Linked DNA regions of Mus musculus: region 1 is linked to region 2. The links are chromatin contacts, called in public Micro-C maps. All regions are on one chromosome and are shown on one strand. The core of a region is the stretch at or near the end of the contact, and the rest is flanking DNA. Distances in the headings are between cores, read along the strand shown.

What was found. A called contact is a pair of places that touch in the nucleus more often than the background predicts.
Region 1: a contact with region 2 is called in a Micro-C map of muscle stem cells, with 5 times the contacts expected there. The contact joins two enhancer-like sites. A contact is called at or near these places in 12 of 39 promoter capture datasets (the C10 cell line, the HPC-7 cell line, cranial neural crest and 8 more), 5 of 484 Hi-C or Micro-C datasets (embryonic fibroblasts, embryonic stem cells, hematopoietic stem and progenitor cells and 1 more) and 3 of 115 datasets of contacts at active chromatin or transcription factors (embryonic basal ganglia, embryonic forebrain and forebrain).

The regions. Positions count from the first base shown.
Region 1 is chr7:83,557,495-83,560,688 of GRCm38.p6, reverse strand. No RefSeq gene overlaps it. Among named protein-coding and RNA genes, the nearest start is that of Gm10610, 8.5 kb to the right of the region's middle. Within about 2 kb of position 1,713, at least 9 of the 459 cell types and tissues checked have an H3K27ac peak or open chromatin away from gene starts, as enhancers often do. A contact at or near this core is called in muscle stem cells, where this site is marked.
Region 2 is chr7:82,893,261-82,896,386 of GRCm38.p6, reverse strand. No RefSeq gene overlaps it. Among named protein-coding and RNA genes, the nearest start is that of Mex3b, 27 kb to the right of the region's middle. Within about 2 kb of position 1,481, at least 29 of the 459 cell types and tissues checked have an H3K27ac peak or open chromatin away from gene starts, as enhancers often do. A contact at or near this core is called in muscle stem cells, where this site is marked.

The DNA.
Region 1 (3,194 bases), core at 464-2,963, 660 kb before region 2:
CAATTTATCTGATAGGGGTTAATATCCAAAATATATGGAGAACTCAACAGATTAAGCACCCCCAAATCATCCAATCAAAAAGTGAACAAGTGCATTGAACAGGGTGTTCTCAAAAATGAAAAGCACAAGTAGCCAGCAAATCCTTTTAAAAAAGATGTCCAACTTCTTTTGCCATCTGGAAAATGCAAACTAAAATCACACTGAAATTCTATCTCACCCAGTCAGAATGGCTCTCATCAAGAAACCAAATGACAGCAAACGCTAGTGAGGATGAGGGGGGAAGAGCCTACTGAGTGCTGATGGGTGTGTAAGCTGAGACAGTCACTATGGAGATCAATATAAAGGTTCTTAAAACAAAGCAAGCAAACAAACAACCCCTAACAACAGAACTACCATGTGACACATGGTACAACTGTACAACTCCTAGACATAAACCCACGTGACTCTAAGTCAGCATCCCCGACTTATTCATCTAATTGCTGCATTATTTGTGATAGCTAAGACATAAAGCCAGCCTAGATGTCAATCAAAAGATGAACAGAGAAAGAAAGGTGGCATAGATAGAATGGAATTGTGTTTATGTGACAAAAAATGAAATTATGTCACTTTAGGACGATTGATAGAACTGGAGATCATCATATTAATCATAACGAGTCAGACTCCCACAAAATATCACATTTTCTATCATGTGCATAATTTACATGAAAATAAATGGACAGAAGGCAGAAGGATGACTATTAGGGAAGAGGAAGTGGGGTAAAGAGGAGGAAATGTAATCAAAATACAGTAGACGCATATATGAAAAAATTTCATAAAGAAATCCTCGTTTTCTATAATTAACATGCATAATAAAACTGTCTAAAAACAACATGATCCCAGAGCACCTTGTTGTACCAGAAATAAATAAGGAAGGACTGAAAAGTTCACATTGTCAGAGTATGGCAGAGGACATGGGAAGCACCAGAAAACCACAGTAGTAGCATTGAGTAACTCAAGGGTCCGTGCTACTATAAATGAATGATGATGTAAACAAAGAAGTGAAAGGGAGACCTGAAGCCCCAGCATGAGAGAGCACCATATCTCAGGTACAACTGCTCTGATACTCAGCGGTATGTTTCACTTTGGAAGGTGTTTCTGGGTAAAGTTAACATTTAAATATGTAGACTTGGAGTGAGCTAAACTGTCCTCTAAGGTGTGGATGGAATCCATTCACTTAGATGAGACCAGAATAGAAGCAAAAGCTTGGCCATCCTAAGCAAGAGAGGATTATCCAGCAGATTGCCTTTGGACTTCATCTGGGGTCTCTGGGTCCTGGATCTACCACCCCACCCAGCAAACAGAATCACAGACACTGTGTGCTGAATCCCTTTCTGTAACTGTAAGTACGTGGTCCCCTTGGTTCTGTTCTTTGGACTAATACAGACATTTTGCAGTCAGGGAAAGTGAGGAAACTTCTCCGCTTAGGTGTAGCTGGGCATAATGGCTTCATTGCCAAGTGTACAAGAGAGACAGGGGAGGGAAATGGAAACTTGCTGTGGAGAAAAGCTGGGAATCTCTATCACAGGCAGAGGAGAGTAACGTAATATCAGCAGTCATCAATCCCATTGCTATGACTTGATAAAATGCCACAAGAATGTCACCTCTCCAAACCCCACAGCCATGAGAAAAGTGTTACACAAGTTCCAGTTGATGAATATTTCACAGAGTGCTTGACTGAACCGGATTAAGTGTTGAGGTCATTAAAATTGAGGAATGTCTAAGAGTCTCACACAGCTGTTAAGATCTTAAAGAGATAGGAAAGCGAGAGTCTCACACAGGTCTCTAGGGAGACAGAACAAGTGACTGCAGAATGAGATTGTGAGTAAGAAATAGGACGCTGGATAAAAATTAAGAAAACCTCAGGAAAGGACTGGCTTTGGCTAATAATAATAGGTTACTTTGGTTCATTGATTTAACAAAAGCTGTGGCTCTATTATTATAAAGCCCTGCTAATGGTCCCTGGTGTATACAAGAACTCTTCAAACATTTTACTACCGCAACTTTCCCGAAAACCTTACAAAGAATTTCATTGGGGGAAAAAAAAGAGCTTGGTAGATGGCTCAGTCAATAAAATGCTTGTTATGCAAGCACGAGGGCCTGAGTTTGGATCCCCAACACCAACGTAAAAAGCTGGGTTTTTCTGTGATGCAAGTGTCAGGGGAGGTGGAGACAGATAGATCCTTGGAGCATGGTGGCCAGCCTAGGTGAATCAATGAGCTTCAGGTGGTGAGAGATGCTGTCTTAAAAACTAAGAGAAGAACACCTGAAGAACGGGTAAGGAAAATGTGGTATATTTATACAATCGAGTATTACTCAGCAGTTAAAAATGATATTACAAAAATTTTCAGGGACATGAATAAATCTAGGAAAAAGAAATCATCGTGAGTGAAGCCCAGAAAGACAAACATGAAACACACTTGCTTACAAGTGTATATCACCCACTAAACAAAGGTGATGCAAATGCTACAACCCACAGATCCAGAAAAGCTACATAATAAGGAGAGCTCTTGCATAGACCTTCCTGAGATGGGGAAATAGAGTAGACATTTTCTGAGTGGACTGGGGCAGGCAGGCATGGGAACAAGAGGGATCAGGTTGGGGAAGGGGGGGGGAGGAAGGAAGAAGAGAGTATGGGGAGAGAAGACTGGAACTAGGGGACATTTGGGGATAGTTGTGGAGACCTAGTGCAATGGAAATTCCCTGGAATCTCTGAGGGTGATCCTAGTGAGGCCTCCTAGTAAATGGAGAATATGGAGCCTGAACCAGCCATCTTCTGTAACCAGGCAAGGCATTCAGTGGTGAGACTGGGACACCAACCCAGCCACAAAACATTCTACCCACAACCTGACCTGCTTGCAAGGTGTGCTGGGGCAAGAGTGGCTTAGAGATTTGGGAGTGGCCAACCAGTGACTAGTCTAACTTGAGGTTCAAGCCACAAGAAGGTGCTAACCCTGGATGGCCAGGAACTGGAAGCTGGATGGCCCAGAGACTTAGGATCAGTGCCTAGCCCTATTAGCAGCAGAGAGGCTTCCACCAGCATCTGATAGGAGCAGATCCAGAGAACCATAACCAAACATTATGCAGAGCTTAGGGAGCCCTGTGGAAGAGGGGGAGGAAGAATTTTAAGAGCCAGAGGGGTCAAAGCACCAGAAGAA
Region 2 (3,126 bases), core at 232-2,731:
ATATTCAAAAGGGCACATCTGTATACACATACACATGAATACATGCACATGTACACACATACAAGCACACATACCTGTGAATATATGCATGAACACATACACACACTGCTGATACTCCCAAGGTTCCTCCACCAAAACCCTCTCCACTCTACTGGAACACTGGGACTCTTGCTCCAGACCTAATGGCTTTGCTTTCCAGGCAGGGCCTTGGTTCCACTGGCTCCTTTCCTGGACATAAGTGGTCCCTCAAAGGTCCCCTTCTGAGGCCAATTGTTCTGACCCTCCTCCCAGAACACCAGCTCCTAAGACCTATCTTGCTGGTCAATCAGGAGGGAGGGTGTGTAACAGATTCGATTGCTTCTAATAAGAATACTTGAAAAAGAAGATTAATGTCCACTAAGTGACTTTCCTTTCACACTTGAAGAGCCTCTGCCTTGGCTGGAAGGCATATTTCCTCTCATCTTTAGAGTCCAGGGTTCCTTAGCCTTTCTCCCTTCAAGCCTGGATGCTGGCAGTCAGTCCAGCTGTTGCCAGCCTCTGCAGCTGCTGCCTCTGCTCGCTCAACTGTTCTTGCAAGACTCAACATGTTTTTTTTTTTTCTTTGCCTGCTTGTCTCTCTTGGCAGAAGGCCCAGCCAAGGAAGTCACCAACAGAAATCTGCCCCTCCAGCCAGGGTCACTGCCAGGGCCTGGCCTTTCCATCACTTGAAAATTTGGTTCTCTAACATTCTGTCTCATCTTCAAACTCTCATTGCCACTGGCCAGGGCCTTTCGTGAGTTTTGCTGGTAAACAGATGTCACTGTCCTCTGCAAGGATGATGATTTATAGTGGGCAAAGGTTTCTTCAGTGGGCGAACATGGCTCTACTTCCATTTCAGTTGTTTCTCCCCGTAGGGTTCTCCATCTGCCTCTGGGGAGGTCCCTCCTCAGCTGTTCACTGGGCTTTCTGGGGTCTGAAGAGTTTAAAGGAACCAAACAAGAATAGCCGTCCTCTTCTACTAACAGAAATCCAGAGAGCTCTCTGCATCTCTTTTCCAGTCTACAACCAAAAGCAGGTTCCAAGAGTCATTTGCCACCCAGAGAACATCTGGCAGTATTCAGGGAAGATGCACTTATTTGTCATTCAGGACTGGCACAATGATGCTGCCATCTACTAGGTCTCTACACATGTTTCAAAACATCCCATAATATACAGAATAGCCCCTAAGCCAAGAGTTACCCCAAGAGGAGAGGCCGGGAAACCTGTCTGTAAAGGTTTTATTTTCTCCCTTCCCTTTGGCCATCCTGGATCTCACTGTGTAGACTAAGCTGGCCCTGAACTCACAGAGATTCCCCCTGCTTCCATTCCCAAGTGCTGGGGTTAAAGGTGTGTTCCACTACCCCCAGCTCATTAAAGGTTTTGGTCTCAAGGATCTATGAAGTCATATTCATCTTGGAAGTCCCCGAAATCCTATCAAGTTCTGTCCACCCTCTCCCACTTCCCCTTCTCTGATTTCAAGTTCTAGATGCCAAAGTAATTGAAAGGAATGTTCATTCTGGTACGCAGTTTCACACAGACCAATGCAATAACAGCCAATGATTTTGACTTTGTCCACCTTAAGAAGCACACATTTTCTCCTTTTGTTTCTGCAGCATGTCTGTACATGGTGTGTGTGTGTAGAGTGGTTGTCAGCTTAAAATTTCATTTCAGTGTTTGATGGATGTGGATGAAACTCCACCAGCACTTAAAGCAGTGCTATCTGACTAATGCTTCATCATGCAGCCTTATCTCAATGGAGGATTATGCAGTTATATTAGTAATATTGTGGTTTAGGCAGAGGAAATGGTGACCTGTTCATAGTGGCATCTTACATCAGCAAATTTTCTTAAAAAAACAAGAGTGACTCGTATCTTCCTGTTGAAGCTTTTCCCAGATGTCCTGGTGTAAAGGCAGTCCCCTGGCTGTGATTAGAGCAGGCTTATCTGTAGACTTGAAAATGCTGAAATTGCCTTTTCTCCAAACATTTTCCTCTCAAGTCAAAGTTCTGGGGTTCTGATTAACTTCTAGAGTGAAGTCAAATCGTTGACATCTATTTCATCTGAAGACTTTGAAGTTACCAGACAATTTGTCAGAGCTACACAGGGTTCAGGAAACTCAAAAGGAACACTGTATTGGGAGGAATGTGTCCAGGTCTGTGGTCTTGCAGCACGGGCTGAGGTGTAGGGGGAGGGGGAGCAGCAGGGTGCAATAAGTGTCCAACAATAGGAAAATAGGAAAAAAAAAAGACATTTGGAAGAGCAAAGGGTGAGAGAAAGCCTGGCTCAGAAGCAGAGCTCTCAATGAGCTGTGGAACAGAGGATGGGAACATGGAGGGTCAGATACAGAAGGCAAGGACAGGAGAGTAGGCTGATGGCTGATTTTAACTTTCTACTTGAGTAGATCAGGATCAACTAGGAGACAGGCCTTCGGACATTAAGGGGTTTCCTTAATTGGGTTATTAGAAATAGGAAGACACACCCTAAATATGGTGGCTTCCTTTAGTTGCAGCCAGACAAATCAGTGAGGGGGGGGGGGGACCTGACTTTTTGCCTCATTGTCTTCCAAGTCTTGCTGGTGATTTCATCTATTCTGTTGCTGCCACTGCTGCTGCTATTTCTCTGATATCAGAACCCAGCTTTGGATTTCCAACATGGAAGACTGGTGGCCCTCCAGGAAGTCTCCATGCTTTCAGCACTAGTTTGGAACTGCTGAGGTATCAGTTGTGTGGAATTCTCTTTCCATACAGCAGAAGAGGAAAGATGGAGAGGCGAAGGACCATGGTGGTAGGCTTCCCAAACACATTACTTGACCTGAGTCCATCAGTGATGAATACAGCCCCTGGGATTCTCCTGTGTGTCTCTATGCTGGAATTACAGGTGACACTGCTATGCTCAACTTGTTACATGTGATGTGTGCTAGGGATGCAAACTCTGGTCCCTATGCTTGCACAGTGAGTAAACACTTTATCCACTGGGCCATCTGTAGATGTAGATTTCTTTGAGATGCTGTGCACTTTTGCCCCGCCCCCTTTTTCTTTTTTTTTCTTTTTTTTATAATATTTTTATTACATATTTTCCTCAATTACATTTCCAATGCTATCCCAAAAGT